Linked DNA regions of Mus musculus: all the other regions are linked to region 3. Evidence: chromatin contacts called from public ChIA-PET and promoter capture Hi-C data. All regions are on one chromosome and are shown on one strand. The core of a region is the stretch at or near the end of the contact, and the rest is flanking DNA. Distances in the headings are between cores, read along the strand shown.

Region 1 (4,442 bases), core at 380-2,879, 520 kb before region 3:
GAGATGAACATTCCAACCTACAGAGAGAGAACACTTGACAAACCTGGAGTGATTTTTTCTTTTCTTTTTTTAGTGGCTGAGGGTAGCCTCCTTGGACGTTGGTATTGCGTCCCTCCAAACCTCTCACTTCTGCTTCTAAGAAGCAGTCTGAACCCTCAGTAGAATGATGTCTTTTGGGGTCCTGGGAGTCCTTTAGTGAGGAGCCAGGCTGGGGAGGAGGGTGACGACACCGACACCGGGTTAGAACCTTCAGAGGACTCTCCAGAAGCTGCTTAGGGATACTGGTTGGGGGCTCTGGGGAGGAGGTGTACTTCATTCTTGTTTTGAAAGTGTGGTAGCAGGATGTATACAAACTTACCTGATGAACCAAGGATCGCCCCCTTCCCCCCAGCTGTAGGGTTTTACCTAATTTGCAGGAACTTGGCTGGTACCGTGGAAATCCAGGGGATTGCTGGACCCAGCAATGGGTTTCTCATGGGACAGACAGGTCCTTTACTAAATCATGGTCTTAAAGTGGTAACCACATCCTCTACGGTGGGAGAGCAGGAAGAGGAGTAAAGGCCATCTCCTTACCCGTGTCATGTCTTCGTCAAAGGAACCCCTATCACGTTTATGCTATAGGTACTGTCCGTGTATTACTGTTTACAGGGAGCAGGTGGGCTGATGTTAGCTTCAAAGAGCTGGAGTGATCACTGGGGTCAGCCGGTATTCAATTCTGAGCAGGAGAGGAAGCACGCCCCTCACTCAGACCAGAAGCCAAGGTCCTGCTGCCTGGGAGGAACACCAGGGCCCTGAGCAGCCCGCAGTACCAGATCTGCAGCCAGTGGCTCTGAAGATCCGGGAGCACGTGGCGTGTTCGCCCTGGTTTCAGGCTCCGACGCACCCATTTCCTCTCGTGGTTTTAGGACTTCAGCATTTACTGAGACCAGAGCGCCTTTGCCAAAGATCAAGGTTTGTTGCGCAATCTTTGATGAATCTGAAAAGAACCAAGTTGTGGAGAAAAGCCTGCACTCACCACGCCACAGGCCGCTCTGGACAGGATGGGGTTCCCTACGCCGCAGGGGGGCGGCGTTGCGAGAAGCGAGTGCGGTCACCCGAACCACTTTGACCCGGGGCTTCAATCGTGGCGTGGTCGGGCTGCGGGTGTGTGTTTCCGGGGGCTGGACCTAAACAGAGACACAGCAAAACCAGATGGATCAGAATCAGCTCCTGGCGAGTCCGGAGCTGGCCTACCTTGAGACAGAGAGTGCACGGCGACCACCCGGGGGCAGCGTGGGCCGCGTGGAGTGGGACAGTGGCGCCGCACGCCGCGCACTTCCTGTTCAACGCGCGCGCCGCCTGCCACCGCCCAGCGCTCCCAGAGCCTACGTTGGTGCCAGACCCGGCCCCCACAGTTCCCCGGGTCCCGGGGGCCGCGGCTCAGAGGCCGCCCGGGGCGGGCGCCCTGCCCTATTCTCCCCTAGGGGCTGGGGCGCGCCCTTCGGCCCGCAGAACCCAGCCAGCCGCCGCCACAGTTTATTCCTGCGGCCACGCGCCAGCCCAATTGCGACGAGTCTTCGCCTTTGCACCTCCTCTTCCCCCTCTGCCCTCCCTCTCGCCCAAAGAGGAGGCCCTCCGGGTCCCAGGCTCCCTGTCGCTTTATTGTGCGGCCCAGGGTTATGCATTTCTCTACCAAGTGTCTCTGGCCACCGTTTCCATCGAGGCACAGACACGAGAAGGCTGTTTTCCAAATTGCTGTTGTTAATTGCACCTGCCTGGCCGACTACCTCTGGGAATTTGTGGGAGGAGCCGAGAGGTGGAAAATGTTGCTTCGCTTTGCAGAAGGAGGAAAACTTTATCACCCAGCACAAGACTTCTGCCACGCGTAACCAAAAGTAGCACGGGCCGAGACTCTGCACCCAATGATTCCGTAGGAGAAAGAGGACGCTCCAACCCGGCATTCCGCGGACTGCCAGCCCCTCGGGTGGAGCCCCGCGTGTTACCTGCGCCACCCGCCCTCCCCGCGGAAGTCCCCACGAGGTGTTTTCAGGGTGGGAGGACAGTCATAAAAAGCGCGTGGCTCCAGTGTAACGGCAGCAGTCCTGGGAGGCAGCGAGGGGACCGAACCCCGGGGACGAGGCACCGGAATTAACTTCTAGCTAAAGTTATGGGAAGCGCAGCCATGGACACCAAGAAGAAGAAAGAGGTTTCCAGCCCGGGCGGGAGCAGTGGCAAAAAGAACCCTAGCCTGAAGAGGCGGTCACTGCGAGTGCACATTCCGGTGAGTCCCATCCCTGGAGCTCCAGACTCCCGCGGCGCCTAGGCGGTTAACAAGGGACACTCTGCGCGCGCCGTCCTGTCCCTCCTGTCCCTTCGGGAGGCTGGGGAGGGGGAGGGGCAGGGCCCAAGCTGGGCCGCAGAGCCCGAGATTGGATCTTGGTCCGTACTATAGTGGAGCTATGGGATTGTCTAGGACAGAGGCAAGGGTGTCTGCTGGGAAGCGAGTACGAGAAGCGCGCTCCCGGGTGCGCAAAGCCTGGTGGCGGACTGGGCGTAGCCCTGGATCGGGCCGGTGCGGGTGCTGGGGAGGGGGGTGGTGAGTTGTGTTGTTTTGTTGAAAAGGACCTCTTGTGAAGTGCGGGGAAGCGTGAGTTGAGGAGCCGCCGCCGCCACCGGGGACTGAGGAAAGGAGTGGTGGGTGGGAATATCGCGGGGTGCCACGGTGAGGCAGCACCCCCAAATAGCTCTCCCTCCACACCAATTTCAGGATGCATGTGAGTCGCGGCTGGAGCCCTTTGCAGTGATTCCCGTGGTTTGACTCCAGGAATATTTTGTGCCTCGTGGAATTTGGGGGCTTGAGGTTTTCTCGGCTTACTATACAGGGCTATTGCTAACTTCAGCCCAGAATACCCTGCCACCTTGGTTGGACTCTGGTGACATTGACTTAAACAGCCGGAGGGAGCAGCATGCAGAATAGCTTGCTCAGTGCTGAGCATCAGTCTGGTTTGCCCTAGCTGGTAGCCCAAGGGCACTTGTTCTCCTCTCTGTAGAGGGGGATCAATTCTCAGGAGGTGTACCCCAGCCTTTAGCTTTACCCAAAGGGAAACCCCACTTGGCTACATCCTGGCAGCGACCAAGCAAGCAATGGTTTTTACAAATGAACATGCTAAGCAGTGTGGGACAGCTCCATGAGCCCCACCTGCCAGTGATACCTGGTGGCATCTACACTGAACCCTGCACAGCATGGGCAGCACCGCTTGCCAGCACTACCCTGAAGAATGAGTACTAGGCTTTTCCCATTGCTTGTCCCAAGCCTTTCCTTTTAGATTCAGGGCCCCTATCTTCATTTAATTCCAGTCCAGGAATGTGGTACTGAGTGGAGTCTTGGGGCTTGGAGCCCCACACACAGCTAATGGGGGTACTTTGGGGAGCAATTTAAAGTTGGGCATCTGGACAATTCATGAGTCCCACGGTGACCTAAACATATAGGGATATGAATTTTATTTGAGAAAATACTTATTACATTGCCTATGTAAGACATTTTAAAACTATTGAAATAGAAAGTTAGACATTGCTGCTAAGATCCGTTTCACGGTGACCTTTTGAGCTGCCCTTTAACCACTGAGCTTGTCCTGTTTGTCTCAAAAAATGGTGCCAATTTGTCCACCTTTTGGAGAGGTTGAAATAAAGTAGTAAACGGAAAAGCTCCTTACAGTGTAAAACGCTGTGCTCTCATGGTTATCACATGGGTGTCAGAGTGCAAGGAAGAGATCTAGTCTGGGCTAGATAACAAATAGGTCTCAATATAAACAAACAAACAAACAAATGGCAGCTGGGTGAGGAGAAAAGATGGGATGGCAGGGGAGAGAAAATAGTGCCCTCGGAATAAGCTGCCGTGAATGGAGTCCAAATGGAGCAGCCGCCCCCACTCGTGTGTGCTTGCCTTCGAGTGGTAATGTGTAAGGCTGTATAGGGCAAAGTCCAGCAGCAGCTAAGGGACTGACAGGCCACTCTGCATGCTGAAAACCAGCGTCCAAGCTGGGGCACTCAGACATGTTTTTGGTGTGGCCCGGCCTTTACTAAAAGCAGTTTTCACTCCACTGTCACCCAGCTGTTCACCATGTGACCTGTGCCTGTGTTCTCATTCTCTCTTGTGCATGTGTTTGCTGATGTGACCAGAGGCTCCTATCATCTACCCACTAATGGTGACCTATTGATTACTGTGCCAGGAGAGGCTGTGAAAATGGGCACTTAAGGTTCAGTGCTTAGCAGACAAACCCAGGACATAAGGTGACAGGTCAGTTCCACAACAGCTGCATGTGGGGACCAGAGTGACAACCATGGCAGAACCACTTCAGACACAGAGGACATGCGCTTCTGAATCCAGCAGAAGACAGTGTCTCATGGAGGGAAGGGAATGTTCTCAGACCAGATCAGCAGGACTTTGAAGGAATTGGATTTCA
Region 2 (4,802 bases), core at 1,516-4,015, 550 kb after region 3:
ACACACACCAATAAATTTTTTAAGATGTAGAAGTTAGGTCTAGTTCTTCTTCCTAGTCCCATCCTCCCAGAAATAAGACTCAGACACAAAATATATTTACAAATACCTTGTCCATATAGTTAGGCTCTTCTCTGGCTAGATATAACTTAAATTAACCCATTTACTTGAATGTACATTCTGCCACATGGCTGGTTACCTGTGCTCAGGTGCCAGGCATCCATCTCACCACATATTCGCAGGTGAATCTCCCCTTTCTGAAAAAAAAAAAAAATCCATTTTTTTTTTCCTGAAGCCTCTGCTCCTGGAATGTCAACTCTGAGATTAATTACTTATTATAAAATGCCTTGGCCATATGCTTTGGCTTGTTCTCTAACGAGCTCATAACTCATTTAACCCATTCACACCATCCTATGTTATCTGCATGACTAGTTACCTCTCCTTCAGGCCAGACCTGCTTCTTCCTTAGCATCTTCCTCAGCGGTTCCCTTGAATCTCTTCTTTATACCTCTCCTGTTTCCCAGAATCCTCTTTCATCTTGCCAGTGCCCCACCTCCTATTTCCTGCCTCAACTCATTGGCTATAGACATTTTTTATTGACAGATGATGCTTAGAAGAGATTCTCTACAAAAAGAAACCAAAACCCAAACCATACCCTATCCCAAGTGCTCAATACCCAGATTTAGTGAGTTGTTGCCATTTTGGACAATGCCATAGAGACCACTCCCAGCATTGCAGGCCCCACTGTGAATGGTGCTGGTGTAAGCATCTTTTATCATGCCTATAGCTAGTTTTGCTGTAAGCTGGTGTGTGACCTTTCACCCTTCGCCACACTCGTTCTTGTGCTTCCTGGCCACTTTGTGACTTAGGGCATGCTGCTCTCTTTCTGAAATGGCCCTTGACTTAAAACATTTGGTTTTTTTGGTACTAAATATTGAACTTGGGGCTTAGCACATACCAGCCGGTGCTCTACAGCTGAACTTTACCCTCTGCCCTTTGTAAAAATAATTTTGATGGGCTCTTACCAAGTTGCCCAGGCTAGCCTCAAACATGTGCTGGTAGCTGGGAGTAGAGGCTTGCCCTTTCATCTCAGATGTACCCATCTTTTCAGATAGACTCAGACATCTTCCCTGTGGAACTCTTCATTTTTCTTGCCTTGTGTTCTTTTTGCCCATTGGGCATGGTTGTGTTGGATTTAACACCATCATCTTGTTTTTGCAATGTGCTTAATGAAGCCTAACAACATGGCCTGGTTGACTTCATGTATGTATATACATATGTATATACAATGTTCAATATATATATATGTATATGTGTATGTGTATATGTATATAATATGTGCTTATTATTTCTTTGGTATGTTTTAAAAACTTGCTTAGTGTTTTGGGAGACATTTTGTCATCTCTAGCATTAACTTAGAATGACTTCCTTTCTTCCAGGTTGAAATTTGCCTTCTTCCTCTCTTTCTTTCTTTCTTTCTTTCTTTCTTTCTTTCTTTCTTTCTTTCTTTCTTTCTTTCTTTCTTTCTTTCTTTCTTTCTTTCTTTCCTTCCTTCCTTCCTTCCTTCCTTCCTTCCTTCCTTCCTTCCTCTCTCTCTCTCTCTCTCTCTCTCTCTCTCTTTCTTTCTAATTCAACCAGATTTGAGTTGAGAGGGTTGTAATAGGGGGAGCTCGGAGCATATGCTGTATTGGCTATATATATATATATATATATATATATAAAACGTTATCTGTAGGATAAGTAGGTGTGGAAGACGAAAAATGGCTTATGGAAAAAAGTAGAGAAATATACTTAATTTTTTTCTAAAGAAAAATATTTATTTATTTAATGTGTATATATGTATGGCTGAGTGTGTATGTATGTATGTGTACCATATGTGTGCAGATACCTTCGAGGCCAGAAGTGTCAGATCTGCTGTACTAGAGTCCTGATGTGGGTGCTGGGAACTGAACCCCATTCATCTGGAAGATCAGCAAGTGCTCTTAAGCTCTGAGCCAACTCTCCATCCTCCCTTTTACTATTAAAATTCTTTTAATTTATGTGTGTGTGTGTGTGTTAGGTGCATGTGTACCTGGATGAGGGCAGAGGCCAGAAGAGGGCTACTGATCCCCTGAGACTGAAGTTATAGAGGTTGTGAGCTTCCACATGGGTGCAAAAGCAGTAATATTTTTTTTAACTCTTCAGTTGTCTTTTAGACACCATATTTGAAATTTTCAAGGCTAAAGTCAAAAGCAATGAACATAAGAAAAGGTAGTATTTTAATTGCTATTTCCGAAATCACACAGACACAGACAGACAGACAGACAGACAGACAGACAGACAGACACACACACACACACACAGACACACACACACACACACACACACACACACACACACACACCCCACACACACCCCCCAGAATCCGGTCAAATTTTGATATACTTTTGGGAAATGATTCGAGTAATTGAATATCAGCTTGCTGTCCTTTTCTGATTACGTTTTAAAGCATCTGGTAAGACTTAAGGTCTAAAGGGCTCAGAGAGATCCTGAGACCTTCATGGAACTTCTTAGTTGTCACCACTAACCACACAGTCAATCGTCTCCCCTGGGCGTTCCCGGACCACGCCCATCGCGCAGACCACGCCCACTCAAATCGCCCCCCCCCCATCAATAGTTTCAGATTCTCATTGGTGGAGAAGTTGTTCTGGGCCCACCCTGGGGGTCAGTGATAGGCTGATCCAGTGTGGGACGGTGGTGGTTGGCTGCTTGGGGACGGGTCTCTGGTGGTGCCTGTCAGAGAGGCTGGCGGCAGTGGCGGCTGTCCGGGCTGGGTTGTCAGTCAGAGAGAGGAGGGAAGATGGCTCGCCCGGACTCGTGCTGCTAGAAGGAGAGGGGCAGGTGGCGCGGCTGCCGGCGGAGCGCAGTCGCCCGGTCGCCGTGGTCGCCGTGGTCGCCGTGGTCGTGGGGGGAGGCCGCGGTAGGTCCGGAGCTGCTCTGGTGAGTCTGCCGCGAGCCGTACGCCGGCCCCTGAGGCGCCGGGAGACCGAGAACTTTCTTTGGTCTGGGAGGAGCGGGGCTGAAGCTGTTGCCGGCGGCGGGTAGGACTTCGTCCTGGGGCGGCGGCCCGTTGCGGGTAACGGCTCCCGCGCGAGGCGCGGCCCGAGAACCCTAAGTTGGCCGCGGCCGGCTGCCCGCTGTGAACGAGGCTCCGTTCCCGGTTGGGCGATGAGCTGGGGGTGCCCCAGGGTCGGCCTAGCACAGAGCCCACCGTAGCCTATGGCCACTGCCCACCCGTCCGCGCCGCCCAAAGCCTGGCCTCGCCGCCCACGCTGGCTCCGCAGACCCGGTGCTCTTCAGAGCGGTGCTCGCTCGGGTCTTGAATCCCGTGGGGCTGGGGGTTCGGAGTGCCAGACCGGTCTGTCTGTCCACCACCAGGAGAGCTCCTCTTCTGCCTGCGCCGCGCTGGACCCTGGAGTTCTGCCTCTTCTGCGGCTGCTGTGACCGCCCTCGAGGATCGACAGGGTTTTCTGTCCACTGAACGGTTTTTTGTTTTTGTTTTTTTGTAAGCTTCTTTCTTTTTTCTTTCTTTTCTTCCTTTCGTTCTTTTTTCCTTCCTTGCCCCCCCCCTCCCCGCACGAAAACACCCCAGGTTTGCAAGCTTCAGCAAAACTGGGTCTCTGCCCTGCAGCGTGCATGTGTTTGCTTTGTACCTTTAGAGTTTAGAGGTTCCTGAAGAATTTGGCCCTAGTGGTTTTGCACTGCACTGAATCGCTTCTGGGATAAAACGCTATTGCACGCGGGCAGCGGCTCCACTGCTCAGGTAGGGGGAGTGCTGCTGCGATACAGAGACTGCTACTGGTTGCATGCAGGGTAACACTGGCTTTCTGTACACTGGGTGTCCTTTGGGTAACAAGGTAGGTTTTGCAGGAGATGTGCCAGCCCTGTGGTTCATGCCACGCGTTGCAGTTTGAGGTTTTCAGTTGTTACAACTTTTATCTACATAAAGCCACAAAGATTAGGGTAACCTTGAAACAATGCGATAGTTCTGGGAGGTGTGTTTTCCTAGGACTGCTCTGTTGCCAATGGCACCAGCCTCCTCCCCCCAACCCCCACCCCCGATCGTTTGTGACCACTTTTCCCCTTTAGGTGAATACATTTTAAGGTTTATAAGATGACTCTTTGTATCACGTTTTTGAAGTACACTGAAGGACAAGAAAGGGGAAAGGTTTCTTTGTCAGGAGTGGTATCAAAATCAAGTATTCAGATAATTTCACTTTAGTAGTAAGGGGGAAGCCCAGCATGTATTTAGAAACCAGACTCTACAATTGACTCATTTTACAGTCATTTGATTTATTAACATTATTTCCAGAAACAAATTAGAAATCCCGTTAATAATCAGTAGCTACAGTCTCTGGGTATGCATGCCAGGTGGAGACTGGGTTGGGTCAATGCAGACAGAGTTCTGTCTTTCCTTTCATCAGGCTTGGTGGCAAGAGCTTTTACCACCAGAGCCATACTGAAGGACCCTGCTTTCCTTTTTCTACTTTTTTGTTTGTTTTTATTCTTCTATTTTATAAAATCCCCTTTGGTTACATTTTTAAAGAATGGTGTAATTTTGACAATAAGTTTAAGTATATCTTCTAGTTCACTTTTATTCAGCATCCTGTTGCCTATTTGTAATCAAGCCTAAGAAATCTTCATAGGTGACTTTTAAGAGTGTAGCTCCAAAACCAGTCATAAGATTACTTATGGCAATAAAGTAGAGATGTGTGAGTGAGACTTTTCAAGAAAATGGAAGGAAAGAAAGGAGAAAATGCTGGCTA
Region 3 (4,537 bases), core at 655-3,154:
TGTTACAATAGAGAACCACTCGTATTACCCTCTGTAGTAAGCAGCCTCTCTTTTCCTTAGACTTCATGAAATGAAGCATCAGACTCGAGGACACTCACTCATGTGCCCTGTGGTCAAGACTGACTGCATTTCTCATCTGTGATATTACTTGGCCTTTGAATAAAGTTCCTTGCTACTTTGTAATCTGTGTATGCTCATGTCAATTGTGTGAAATATCAATAGAACTACTCAACTGGTGGAGGTTATTCTAGGAACATGGTCAGTGGTATTTAAATGGCTTAACTCTGAACTCTAAATTCTAGCAGAGGAGAACTGCTTCTACTGTTGGGGGAGAGAGGTGAGATTAGTGTTTTGTGTCTTACAGGGATCTTATTCAGACTCCCTTAGGCTTTCCAGTCATTGCCATCTCTGTTGAATAAATTCCAATGAGGCACTGAGTAATGAAGACAGAGTTTACCATAGAGTAAAATGAGGACACCCTCAAAGGCAGAGGTGGACAATGGACCAAGAAAATGTTTCTCATTGGTGGGAATGGACAATGGTCACATGGGTTTTATACTAGTGCTTCGTTTCTGAAACAGACAACTTCCTTAGCAGCCGCAGTTTCCTGTTTAGGCGATTGGCAGGCCCATTTGGATTTCCTTTTTCTTTTCTTTTTTCTTTTTTTTTTTTTTTAAAGCTGTGTGTGTGTGTGTGTGTTACAAAGCCTCCTTTTACCTTCCTCCCTTTTCTTTCATTTATTTATCTATGTGTATGAGTACACTGTAGCTGTCTTCAGACACACCAGAAGAGGGCATCAGATCTCATTACAGATGGTTGTGAGCCACCATGTGGTTGCTGGGAATTGAACTCAGGATCTCTAGTAGAGCAGTCAGTGCTCTTAACTGCTGAGCCATCTCTTTAGCCCGTTTTCATCTTAAAATTAGTGTGCTGCCAAAGACACAGGGGGCAGGCTCTGAAGCTACTTGTGATGTCCACCCTCAATGATCTTCACGCCTAATTTCTATTTAGCTTGGCAACATGGTGACCTTAGAGGAAAAGGGGGTCACTTTCTGAGAATGCACTCAGGGGCACTAAGTTTGCTTCCTTCTGTGTCATCAGTGATGACACACCAGTGGACAGGACCCTGGACAGGTAGCAAGCAAGGGTCGTAGAGTTGTTTTGTGTATGAGGCTACAGATCTAGTTTATAATGTTCCTAACACTAAGTCTGCTTTAGATTTTAGACAGTGAGACTCAAAGGAAATGAAACAAGTCACAACTAAGTGTCCATAGAGCTAAACTCAGCAAAGTGGTCCTATACTTTAGATTTTTCCACCACATTCGCATGGCTCTGGTGGAACCCAGAAACTCTTGACTAAGATACCAAGGTTCAGCACAGCGTCTGGCACTTTCAAAAAGTTTCGTTAGCGATGGACGAGGCTCTCAATTTCGGTTCCATGAGACGAGGATGCCTTTCTCGAACAGAGTTCTGTTGGCGTGGTCTACAAAGGGTTACCTCACTTTCAGAGCCACCTGCCCAGCAGCAACTCGCTCTTCTTTCCCCTCCACCTTCTAACTCTCTTCTCTCATTGTTTGGTCTCGCACTCTTAGGACGCTGGCCGGGAAGCTTAGTCGCACTTCCTGCTGGTTAAACCAGTAGAGCAGCCTGGTAAATTTATCTGCTAGGGGTGGGGTATCCTTTGGGAGACCAGCCCACCTCTCCGAGGAGCAATCTGGGATTTGCAGTTTTCAGTTCTTCAAACCGGCTTGGTAGGACGGGCCTCTTGGACTCTAATCCTCCCCCAACCAGAATCATCGCGCGTTCTGATGCCGTCACTAGAACGGCGCAACACCTGGGAATCGTGGTAGTTCCGGAGGAGAGTCCCGCCCTAAGTTCTTACGATTTGAGAACTACATTTTCCAGAAGCCCTCGCGGCAGCGCGCCAAGGGCCGCCCGGGGCCGTGATTGGTTGGGGAGCCGGCCGCACGCGGAGGAGCTCAAGGAGCAGCTCTGTTGCGACAGAGGCCGAGCGGCGAGGCCCCGTGAGTTGAGGGGGAAGGGGCGCCGGAGGGGAGGAGAGTGTGGACCCGTGAGCAGGAAGCGGGAGGAGAAGCGGAAGGGAGCTCAGGGTCGGAATGGAAAGGGCCGAAAGGGAAAAGAACTGGCCCAGGCAGAGACGCCGGCGAGCGGGGTGTGGGGGAGGTTAGGGGCAGCGAGCGCAGAGACCCTTAGGGACCCGCTGGGGAGGACTCGTGGTTCCGGGAGAGAAACCGCGCCGCAGTCGGTGGGGTGGATGAGAGGGACGGAAGGGAGGTCCGGGACGAACTCCTGGCGAAGAACCGAAAAGGAGGCGGCTGGCAGAGGTGCGCGAGCGCCAAGTTCGGAAACTGGAGACGAGGGGCAGAGCGGTCCCTCACTAAGGCCCTGGGGGAAGAGCGCATCCGAGTGAAGCCGGCGGTGGGGATTGGCGCGCGAACCCCAAGGGAGGAGATGAGGCTGGAGGAGCGGTCGAGAGAGTGTGAGAAGCCCGGACAAAGTTGGCGGGGACAAGAGTTGGGCACCACAGGCTTGATAGGAAAATTCCAAGGAGGGATGGGATAGCACTCAGACATTCTTACCTGTAAGTTTAGAATTTTGGAGTATCTGTTTGCTTTTCTTCAGACTCCTGAAAGGACTGTAACTACCCCTGTGGCTCATCACCATGCCTTCCGACCTGGCCAAGAAGAAGGCAGCCAAAAAGAAGGAGGCTGCCAAAGCCCGACAGCGACCCAGAAAGGGACATGAAGAAAATGGAGATGCTGTCACAGAACCTCAGGTGGCAGAAGAGAAAATCGAGGAGGCCAATGGCAGAGAGACCACAGGAGATGGAGGTAGGTTGGGTGAGTTTCCTGAGCTGGTTTTCGAAGCCAAGATCAGAATCTGGATGCAGATGCATAGGCCTTTAATTCCAGCATTTGGGAGGCTAAGGTAAAAAGATGAAGGTTTGAGGCCAGGCTGTCCTCACATCCCCATCTTTTTAAACAGAGTAAAGCACCCACAGACACATGTCTTTATATGCCATGAAACTTTTTGGTGACACCCACACCCATAGAGTTAAAACTTGTTACTGATGAAGGAAACTGAATTCAAGTGGCAAACACAGATGGGAGTTTTTGATCTACCTTGGTTGGTGCTGCAGTAGACAATAAAAGGGAAGGCAACTTGTACTATTTCCTGTTTTTCTTCCTACCTATGGTGGTGAGTATACAGGCTCTACCATATGGTGCTGTCTTTTCTGGGGGGGGAGGCAGATGTTTGGAGATAGAAGGGTTTCTCTGTGTAACCCTGGCTGTCCTGGAACTCTGTAGACTAGACTTGCTTGAAATCATAGAGAGATCCACCTGCCCCTGCCTCCTAGCTGCCGGGATTAAAGGTGTGAGCCACCATCCCTGGCTCATATGGTACTCTTAATGTCACAGGGATAGTGATTATACCAATGAGTAATGTGTAACATATTGTTATATATCTTCATGTAATTTTTCTGATAATATATTTATGGTTTTGTTACTTAGGTTTAGGGGATTTATTGTAGCATTTTTCCATATTAAATAAGCTACTCACTCACACTGTAAACATAGTTTGCTCTCAGAAAATTTATTTTATTATTTCTTTCTCTCTTGCTCTGACAGAACACTCTGACTAAAATTAACTTGAGAGGAAAAAGTTCATTTCTTCTTATATTCCCAGGTCCTTTTTTTGTTGTTTTTGTTTTTTTTTTTCGAGACAGCCCTGGCTGTCCTGGAACTCACTTTGTAGACCAGGATGGCCTCAAACTCAGAAATCCACCTGCCTCTGCCTCCCGAGTGCTGGGATTAAAGGCGTGCGCCACCACCACTACCCAGCTTCCCAGGTCCATTTTTGAGGGAAGTCAGGCAAGGACTTTTGTTTTGTTTTTCAAGACAGTTTCTCTGTAACCACCCTGGCTGTCCTGGAACTTGCTTTGTAGACCAGCTGGCCTTGAACTCAGAAATTCTCCTGCTTCTTCCTCTGGAGTGCTGGAATTAAAGGCATGGGCCACTACACCAGGCATCAACTAGCTTGCTTATGTAGCACAGACCCACTCAGCTAAAGACTTCACTGCCTACACTGGACCCTCTGCATTCATTAGAAATTAAGAAAATGCCCTAGACATGGTCATTGGCCAGCCTGATGAGGCAGTTCTTCTGTTGAGGTTCCTCTTGCCAGGTTTATGTGAAGTTGACAGCTAAGTTAACTGTGACATGGGCAAACATTGCAGTGTATGATAACAACCATCCCAGTCTAACCCTGTCTTCACTGCCCAGGAAAGCTGCACAGTCCTTCTGCTGCATGTAGACTGCTCACTGCCCTTTGAATCTTACCACACATGGTATTGTCCTTTTACACGTTAAGTTCTTGTGCAAACTTGAGGTTTACACACATGATTGTGTTCCCATTTGCTATCCCATGTCATTTTGCAGTGTTACTTATGTCTACTTTAGTCATTGCAGCTGTTGATTCTTATTTGAGGGACTGTGTTTTGAGGTGTGTGTGTGTG
Region 4 (4,284 bases), core at 1,381-3,880, 790 kb after region 3:
TTTTAGATACACTATAATTCTGTGACCTAACCTGATCTCCATATCATGGTAATCCTCCTGCCTCAGCCTCCTAAGGGCTGGGATTTCAGAAGTGAGCCACACCTGGCTTGGCAGATTTTTATGTCTCTTCCCTTTCATTTTTTATAAAGAGCCTGCACACTGTCGCACAGCAGTTAACTGAGCCACTGAAGACACGGACAAAGTCCTTAACGAAGTAGTTTGCACCTGACGCTCTAAAATGACAATTCGGCTGATGTCAAGAGTCAAGGCATCTGGGCAGACAAAAGTAGAGAAAGTTTGTTTGCATTTTTTGGTTTGTTTCCTTGTTTGTTTGTTTGTTGTTTTGTTTTGTTCTGCTTTTCCCCTTTTGGTTTACAAATGGGCTGGCAGGTATTTCCTAAACTTTTGAGATTTTATGTGTGTAGGTGTTATATGTATGTCTGTTTACCACATTAGTCAACGTACATAGAGGCCAGAAGAGAGCATTGAATCTCCTAGAACTATAGTTACAAGCAGTTGTTAGCCACACTGTAGGTGAAGTCAGCTCCTCTGAAGAATATCAAATTCTCTTAACTGCTAAGCCCATTCTGTCTGCTGCTTTGTTTGTTTGGTGGTGTAGGGCTCAAGTTCAAACCCAGGGCTCCCAAAGTTCTAGGCAAGAAAGAGCTCTGGCACTTTAACTTCCCAGGCCACTTCAGGCTTTGGGTTTTGTTTTGTTTTATTTTTTTTAATTATTATTTATTTGTTTAAGGATTTGTTCATTTGATTTATGTGCACAGGTGTTTGCTTCCGTGAGTTTATGTGTACCATGTGTGAGCAAGAGCCCTGGGATGGCAGGACTGTACATTTAGACTTCTAAGACTGAAGTACTGAGCTGTCACGTGGGTTCCAGGAACTGAACCCAGGTCCCCTGTAACAGCAGCAAGCACTCTTAAGCACCAAGCCATCTTTCAAGCTTATCAGAAGCCAACAGTAAGAGCAAACTTCCTCCTGGGAGCCACATGGAAATGTGGGCACCCTTTCTCTTACTGTCAAGGTCACTGAGCTTAACTGTTAACATAAGGGCTTTTTAAAAAATACTTCAGGCTGGAGAGATGGCTCAGAGGTTAAGAGCACTGACTGCTCTTCCAAAGGTCCTGAGTTCAGGTCCCATCGACCACATGCTGGCTCACCATCACCCATGATGAGATTTGACGCCCTCTTGTGGTGTGTCTGAAGACAGCTACAGTGTACATAGATATAATAATAAATAAATCTTTAAAAAATACTTCAAAAGCTCCTAAAGAGGTTGGGCATGTGACATCTGTGAAATAGAAGACTGTGGATCTGGAGTCCAAGGTCATCCTTAGTCACACAAAAGTCTGGGGCGAACCTGGGTTACGCTCCACCTTGGTTAAAGAGAGAGAGAGAGAGAGAGAGATTGAGAGAGAGAGAGAGAGAGAGAGAAACAAAAACAGCCCCTTCAGGGTGCTGGATTCCTAATAACCTGCTACGCTTATCTCAAGTGAAATAACAAATATCCAGGAGTCTGACATAGTTTCCTGTCCTAGGTACTGGGTCTTTTCCATGTCACCTACCCAGACCAAGCCCTGGGACCTAAGGTGTGGGCTACCTGCAGCAAACTGTAATTACTTACTCACTGAAGGCAAAAGTACAATTAACCTATTATCAAACCTCTTCCTAGAACCCAGTAACAGTGACCAGCATAACCCCTCTAAATACCTGATAACGAGCTGACAGTTCATTAAAATGGCAGGTCCCAGTGAAGCCAAACCAGTCACTGTCCTAGGAAGGAGCGTCAATGTGCTCTTTCTATATTTCACAGTCTTAGAGAGACAAAAGTCCACGTGCAAAGATAACTAATATTTATTACTGTTTAAACATTGTACAGAAAGAATACTCCATTGAAAAGATAGCAGACTAAGAAACTCTTTTGCAGACTCTGAAAAGGCGAGCTTCGAAGGGCAGCTAGACAAAAAGAACTAAGGGTTTAAAGCCTGCTTACTTTTCACGTCTGTGTTCTTCGTTTCGTCACCACTCTCGGGGCAGCACTGGCAGAAAAACAGGTGTGGCAAACAAGTTAGACTGAAGTAAGTGGAATTCATACAGCGCTCCGAAAGGTCCCATACTGACGGGCGGAGAGGTCCTAGGCGCCTCTCCCAGGGGCATGCCTGACACTACTGCCACCTTCCCAGAGGTCTGGACCACCTCCCCAGGGTCCGAGTTACTCTGCCCGGGCACCGAGGCCACTTTCCCGCCAACTCTCAAAACTGTCATCTTCTGGGACATCGGACATTGCACTGTGACTACCTCCCCAGGGACTCCCTTGCCTGCTTCCGGCCGTGGGAACCACCGCCAAACCACTTCCAAGGTAACCTGTCCCCGGGGCGGAGGTGGGGTCTGTGCCACCTCGCAGGGTCACCAGCGTCCCTTCCCCGGGTTTCCAGGGACGCCTCACCGGGGCTGCCGGCACTTCGCCGATATCGTCAGCCGCAAGCATCCTGCCTCCGCACGAATTCTGGATTCCATGCACCGCCAGCCCGGCCTGCAGAGTCCGGCTAGGGAACACACAGACTGGGCGACCAGACCAGCCTTCTGGGACGCAGGGTTGAGCGCCACCTCGACTTCCTATCACCGACTCTCTGGTTCCGTTCTCTTGGCCTAGAGAGGCATATCTGCGCGCCGCTGTCCTGTTCTGTGGCGCCCCCTGCTGGTTGGATGTCATGTTGGCCGCTCAGGGAACCTGGCAGCCCTACTGCTTCCCAGGCTGCTGAGTTCTGTGCAGGAGCTCTCTCCACTTCTTTGGAGTTACTAAAAATAAAATTCGGCCCTGGCATGGTGTCTCACACTTGGAATTCCACCGTTTGGGAGGTGAAGGCGGGAAAACCAGTAGTTCAAAGTCAACTCCAGCTACACACTGAATTCAAGGAGGGGAGAGGAAGGAGGGGAGGAGAAAATACTCATGATACCCTTAGGATGGTGAGCCACAAGTCGGGAGCGGAGGCGGGAAGATTGCCACTAGTCCCTGCCAGCTTGCTCTATAAAGTGAATTCGGTATCAGCTAGAACAACACCTATCTCAAAATGGCTCAGCGCATAAAAGCATTTGCCACCAAGACACCGGAGTTCCATACTTGGCCCACGTGGTACTAGGTAGGAGTGTCAAAGTGCTCTTTCTATATTTCACAGTCTTAGAGAGACAAAAGTCTACGTGCAAAGGTAACTAATATTTATTTATTTATTTATTTATTTATTTATTTATTTATTTATTTATTTATTTTTGGTTTTTCGAGACAAGGTTTCTCTGTGTAGCCCTGGCTGTCTTGGAACTCACTCTGTAGACCAGGCTGGCCTCGAACTCAGAAATCCGCCTGCCTCAGCCTGTAACTAATAGTTATTACTGTTTAAGCGTTGTACAGAAAAAAATACTCCATTTAAAAGGTAGGGACTAAGTAACCTCTTTTGTAGACTCAAGAGTAAGCTTTGAAGGACAGCTAGACAAAAGGAACACTCCTTCATATATTTTCGAACTGGAAGGTCCAGATCTGTTTGTAGGAGGGTTGAAACATTCTGGGAGTCAGACAGAGAAAGAGCACTCAAAATCTGGCATCCAGTTTGCTGGGCAAAGCCCCCTAAACCTCTACTGTTTTCCAGGGAGGAGGAACTGAATTACTTAGAAGCAAGGGATAGGTAGAGAACATGGAAATTTGACAGGCAAACCCTGGAAGGCAATGCCTTTGAGACCAAACAAATGGGGAGAAAACAGAAAAAAAAAAAACAACAAGCAAACAAACAAACAAAAATCTTTAGAGGAAACAGAAACTACTCCGTGAGAAGAAAACTCACTGAGGTGTAGACATACATGCAGACAAAACACCCATACACATAAAATGAAAAAAAATAAATAAATAAGAGCCGGGTATGGTGGTGCATGCCTTTTATCCCACAACTCAGGAGGCAGAGGCAGGTGAATCTTTATGAATTCAAGGCCAGCCTCATCTACATAGTGAGTTGAAGGATAGACAGAGCTATATAGTGAAACCCCGTATAAACAAACAGACAGACAGACAAACAGGATCTGGAGAGATGGCTTCAGCAACTAAGAGTACTAGCAGCTCTTTCAGAGAATCCAGGTTCACTTTCTAGCACCCACGCAGCAGCTGACAGCTCTCTGTCTGTAACTCAATTCTAGGGTATCTGACTCTCTCTCTGAACTCTCTGGACACCAGACACACACCTGGTATACAGTCACACATACAGGCAAACATCCACACACTTTAAAAAA
Region 5 (4,347 bases), core at 1,074-3,573, 950 kb before region 3:
AGACTTGGGCAATGAAGAAAGAAAACAAGAGTTCTTGAGACTTATGGGTGCAGAAAAGAACACACTGGTCATCTTGTTATAGGAGATCACAAATTAACATCTCACTTCTGATCAGGGGAAGAAGGCAAGAAAAGTCATGAAGAGCTGGAGAGAGTACCAGCAGAGCATGGACAGCAAGTTGTCAGAAGTTTAACATGACTTCCTATTGTAATACCTATGGGATAAGTCATAAGTTGTAATACCAATGGGATAAGTCCATGACAGGAGTTCATACTCATGTTTTTGACACTGTTGACTTTGCTTATTGCTAATATCAAGGTGTATTTTTTTTTTGTTGAAGGAAGAAAACCTTTGTAGTTGTATAGTCTGCTTAATATTAACTGACAGTAAAGAATGACCAGCGCACTGCGCATGGGCAAGTTCTGGGTTCTATTCCCAAGGAGATGGAAGAATTAAACAGCCTTCAATGGGAAAAGACTTCAAAATCTTGGAAATTAAAAACAAAAGGGAGGTGTGGCCAGGAGGCTGTCTCCTGGGTTAAGAGTGCTTGCTGCTTCTTCCAAGGACCCAAGATCACTTCCCAGTACCAAAAGCTGGCGTACAACCTTTTGGAATTAACCCAAGCTCCAGGGATCCACGACTTTCTTCTGGCCTCAGTGGACAGTTACATATAGGTAATGTAAAAACAGAGACGTGCTGGGCGTGGTGGCGCACGCCTTTAATCCCAGCACTTGGGAGGCAGAGGCAGGTGGATTTCTGAGTTCGAGGCCAGCCTGGTCTACAAAGTGAGTTCCAGGACAGCTAGGGCTATACAGAGAAACCCTGTCTCGAAAAACCAAAAAAAAAAAAAAAAAAAAAAAAAAAACCAGAGACGTATAAAGACAATTTTTAATGCTGGTGGCAGTGTTGTACACCTTTAATCCCAGGAATAGAGGGGCAGAGGAATCTCTGAAATTTCAGTCAATGTGATCTATACAGGTGAGTTCCAGGCTATCTAAGGATACATGAGACCCTGTCACAGGGTGGAAATGCGTTCCATTCCTAGGTAAAAGAATAGCATGCCCACAAGTTGTCCTCTAACCTTAATGCTCTCACAGAAAAATAAAATCATACACAAACATTTTTATATATTTAAAGGCAAAGAATTCTTAACCAAATTGACTAAAGATAGGAACAGTAATTCCCTCTGGAAAATTAGCTGGCTGTAAAAAATGAGTTATAATGAAAAGACAATAACCTCACTATAAAGGCCTGTCTTGAATTTTAATTTTTTACAAGATTGGACTTCCAGTTCCTAGTAATGTACATGGTAATAAACATGAAGAAGCATTATTCAAATGTAAATGCTAATTGTTTTTATGTTTAATTTAAGCACTATTTTTTTTTTGTTTGTTTTGGTTTTTTTGAGACAGGGTTTCTCTTTTAACCATGGCTGTCCTGGAACTCACTCTGTAGACCAGGATGGCCTCAAGCACTATTTTTTTAACCAGACTTAAAATTAATAGAAGCGAAAGAATCTTCAGAGTGGGAGGGGCTTCAAGAAAGAACGACAAAAAGGCTATACAGGCTATTTTAAATGTACAAAATTTATATCTGTGTATACTGCAAATAATGTGCCTTCCAAAAAGGCTAAAATGTAAAGGCAAAACAAATTATTTCACTGATGAACCACTCATTTGGTAATGTCTTTCTTTACATTTGGGTTTTTTTTTTTAAAAATCTAGAGATACTGAATAGAAGTATTCACAAAATATCCATTGGTTAGAGTACGGTGTTCGAACGAAAATGAAAGGTTTGTAACCGGTCGTTTCGCTGTAGTACTGTAAGAAAGCTTTTAAATAATTAGTGCAGAATTCCAGCGTAGTATTGCAACCCAGCGTCTGTGGCCATGTCACCTTTAAGTGTGTGCAGTTTGGAAGAGCAGAGTTAGTTGGGTATTGTTAAAACAGCGTCGTTGTGTCGTGCGGGGACGTTCTCATCTTCTGAATGAGCGAGAGGGAGAAGGGCCCCGCCGTGGTCCCCTAAGCAGTGAGGCTCTGGGCGAATAATCGCACGGGATGCTGCGTGACAGTGGCTGGACGCCCGCGCCATTGTGAGGTCGGCGGCGCGGATCCGAACCTGTATTACTTCTCGGTGAGGCGGACTTGCGGGCCCTTGGACCGAGGTCAGCTCCGAGTGGAGAACAGGTAACTCAGGGGCCGGATCCCTCCGCGACAAGTAGTGCGCTGTGCGCTTTCCCGAGCCCACGGCGGGCGCCGGAGATCGCGGACCTGGCTCCCGGAGGATCGGCGGGCACTGGCCCGAAGGCTAGGAGACCTTCGGCAGCCCGAAGGCTGGAGCGGGCCGGCGAACGGCAGGTGTCCGCCCCGCCCCCACCCCCGCGGGCAGGAAGAGGAAGCGGTGCGGCCCGGCCCCGGGGCCACCCGCAGGGCCTCGCGGGGCGGGGGCGCCGGAGCTACAAGAAGCGCGTGACCTAGTTCGTCCCGAAGTGGACTTGACAGGTTGTCATCGCGGCTCCCCGCCCCCACTGTCTTCCGGGTCTGGCTCCTCCCCCACCCTCGAGCTCCCACTGGCCTCGCCCAAGCTGTACTCCCTGCCATTGGCTTCAAACCAGGGGCCACGCCCCAACCCAGCTCGCCCTGCCATTGGCCACGCGTCCCAGGCCGCTCTCCCAGTCATTGGCTTCGTCCCAGAGGCCCCGCCCCCAGTCTTGCTGGTCCTCGGGTTGGCCTTGCAGCGCCCCTCTTTCGGCTCGTCCTCCTATTGGCCCCTCGCGCCAGGCGCCTTGCCTCCTATGGTCCGCGGTGGATTCCAGCTGGTCACTGTTGAGTTTGTTCCCGTGGGCATTCCGGTTTCTGTCGGCTTCCCTCCCTCTTTGCTGCGTTTCTTCCTGCTTTCTTTGGGTCTGGGAGCCCGGGCCTCGATACCTGGTCCCGGTCCCAAACTCAATGTAGCAGCGATCTACATTTGCCTCTGTACCCCGCCGCACCCCGCCCCTTTCAACTCCTTCTTCCCCAGCCCCCACGCACACCGCCTTCATTCCCTCACACCTCTCCTTAAATTCGGCTGAGTGGAACAGACTTCATTTCGAAATCAGGGAGAGGGGTTAAGTGATAAACGTCAATATCAATATTAGCTGGTTTTGGTTCCAGAAAGGAACTGGACGGCCCAGATCATTCAAACATTTTGTTGTTGATGGTGGTGGGGGTAGTGCTTTTCTTTGGGTGTGTCTTAGGTTTGGAGGTTTCTTCAAACAGGATCTCACCTCTCCCTTTGTATCTCTGACTGGTTTGGAACTCGCTAGTTCCTTGGTACGGGGTTTGACTGCAGAAGCCAGAGAGGGCGGCCGCTGGGTTCCTGGAGCCGCTGGTTGTGGGCCACCTAACTTGGGGGCTCCTCTGCAGAAGGTTTCATCTCTCCACCCTGGGATTGAATTTTTTTAATTAATTTTCATTTTATGTGCATTGGTGTTTTGCCTGCCTGTATGTCTGTGTAAGGATGTTAGATTCCAGTCGGAGTTACAGTCGCAAGCTACCTTGTGGGTGCTCGGAATTGAACTAAAGTCCTCTGGAAGAGCCAGAGCTGTGAACCTGAGTCATCTTTGCAGTCCCAGGACTTAGTTCCTAAAGTGACCAAATTTGTTACTCCAAAAATAATAGGCTGCCTTTCCTGAGTAGCAGTCAAATTTCCATTGTTTATGCAATATTGACATTTAAAATTTACATGTGTACTTTCTATAATTGAGCTAGCTTTTTTAAATCGTTTTAGAGAATAGAAATAAGCTGGGCAGTGGTGGCTCATGCCTTTAATCTCAGCTCATGAGAGGCAGAGGCAGGCGCATTTCTTAGTTTGAGGCCAGCCTGGTCTACAAGAGTGAGTTCCAGGACAGCCAGGGCTACACTGAGAAACCAAGGGGTGGGGGGGAGGGGGAGGGGAGAGAGAAGAAATAAACTGATAAAACTGCACAGTGCAATGTAGTCTCCAAGAGAAATTTAGTTGAAATTTGAAACTGGCCTAGCCTTTGCTGGTGAGCAGAGGAAGGGTTACAGATCCCAGGCCTGTCAGGGCTGTGCATTGAAACCCTGTCTTCTGGGGGTTGTCTTAATCCCCACTGTGGTAATTCTGGTACTCTCCGCATTTGGGATTTGGGGGCAGGAAGAATTCAAGGCCAGCCTCATGGGGAGTTCAAGGTCAGTATGAGCTATTTGAAACCAGCTCAAAAACAAAACAGCTGTTGAGTGTGGTGGTCTTGCCTGAGATCCCAGTGCTGGGGAGGCTGGAGTAAAATCAGGAGTTCAAGGCCAGCCTGGGCCACAGAAGACCCTGACCCACTTACTCTGCCACTCC

Evidence for each region. Promoter capture Hi-C pulls out the DNA fragments that hold promoters and counts their contacts. ChIA-PET counts read pairs in DNA pulled down with a chosen protein or histone mark.
Region 1: an RNA polymerase II ChIA-PET map of memory CD8 T cells shows a contact between it and region 3, with 8 read pairs. The contact joins the promoter of Prkag2 here to the promoter of Abcf2 in region 3. A contact is called at or near these places in 3 of 39 promoter capture datasets (hippocampal neurons, liver and stem cell-derived epiblast-like cells) and 1 of 115 datasets of contacts at active chromatin or transcription factors (memory CD8 T cells).
Region 2: a contact with region 3 is called in a promoter capture Hi-C map of pre-B cells, with 3 times the contacts expected there. The contact joins the promoter of Fam126a here to the promoter of Abcf2 in region 3. A contact is called at or near these places in 3 of 39 promoter capture datasets (liver, pre-B cells and stem cell-derived epiblast-like cells), 4 of 484 Hi-C or Micro-C datasets (CD4 T cells, CD8 T cells, the HPC-7 cell line and 1 more) and 1 of 115 datasets of contacts at active chromatin or transcription factors (memory CD8 T cells).
Region 4: a contact with region 3 is called in a promoter capture Hi-C map of pre-B cells, with 4 times the contacts expected there. The contact joins the promoter of Rint1 here to the promoter of Abcf2 in region 3. A contact is called at or near these places in 7 of 39 promoter capture datasets (the C10 cell line, embryonic stem cells, erythroid cells and 3 more), 7 of 484 Hi-C or Micro-C datasets (CD4 T cells, LSK cells, embryonic stem cells and 4 more), 1 of 115 datasets of contacts at active chromatin or transcription factors (bone marrow-derived macrophages) and 2 of 9 other capture datasets (adipose tissue and liver).
Region 5: a contact with region 3 is called in a promoter capture Hi-C map of pre-B cells, with 3 times the contacts expected there. The contact joins the promoter of 1700096K18Rik here to the promoter of Abcf2 in region 3. A contact is called at or near these places in 6 of 39 promoter capture datasets (the 3T3-L1 cell line, the C10 cell line, erythroid cells and 3 more), 1 of 115 datasets of contacts at active chromatin or transcription factors (memory CD8 T cells) and 2 of 9 other capture datasets (adipose tissue and liver).

The regions. Positions count from the first base shown.
Region 1 is chr5:25,097,829-25,102,270 of GRCm38.p6, reverse strand. It overlaps Prkag2 (protein kinase, AMP-activated, gamma 2 non-catalytic subunit), which reads left to right and starts at 1,629. Exons shown (of 16, transcript NM_145401.2): 1 at 1,629-2,260. The coding sequence starts at 2,147. It overlaps Gm42232 (a long non-coding RNA gene), which reads left to right and starts at 2,268. Exons shown (of 2, transcript XR_880887.2): 1 at 2,268-2,418; 2 at 4,159-4,442. 2900005J15Rik (RIKEN cDNA 2900005J15 gene) reads right to left here and starts at 1,296. Exons shown (of 1, transcript NR_027851.1): 1 at 1-1,296.
Region 2 is chr5:24,028,653-24,033,454 of GRCm38.p6, reverse strand. It overlaps Fam126a (family with sequence similarity 126, member A), which reads left to right and starts at 2,765. Exons shown (of 11, transcript NM_053090.3): 1 at 2,765-2,976.
Region 3 is chr5:24,574,834-24,579,370 of GRCm38.p6, reverse strand. Abcf2 (ATP-binding cassette, sub-family F (GCN20), member 2) reads left to right here and starts at 1,904. Exons shown (of 14, transcript NM_013853.2): 1 at 1,904-2,024; 2 at 2,644-2,852. The coding sequence starts at 2,684.
Region 4 is chr5:23,786,057-23,790,340 of GRCm38.p6, reverse strand. It overlaps Rint1 (RAD50 interactor 1), which reads right to left and starts at 2,630. Exons shown (of 15, transcript NM_177323.4): 1 at 2,459-2,630; 2 at 2,006-2,051. The coding sequence starts at 2,500.
Region 5 is chr5:25,527,994-25,532,340 of GRCm38.p6, reverse strand. It overlaps 1700096K18Rik (RIKEN cDNA 1700096K18 gene), which reads right to left and starts at 2,323. Exons shown (of 1, transcript NR_027388.1): 1 at 875-2,323.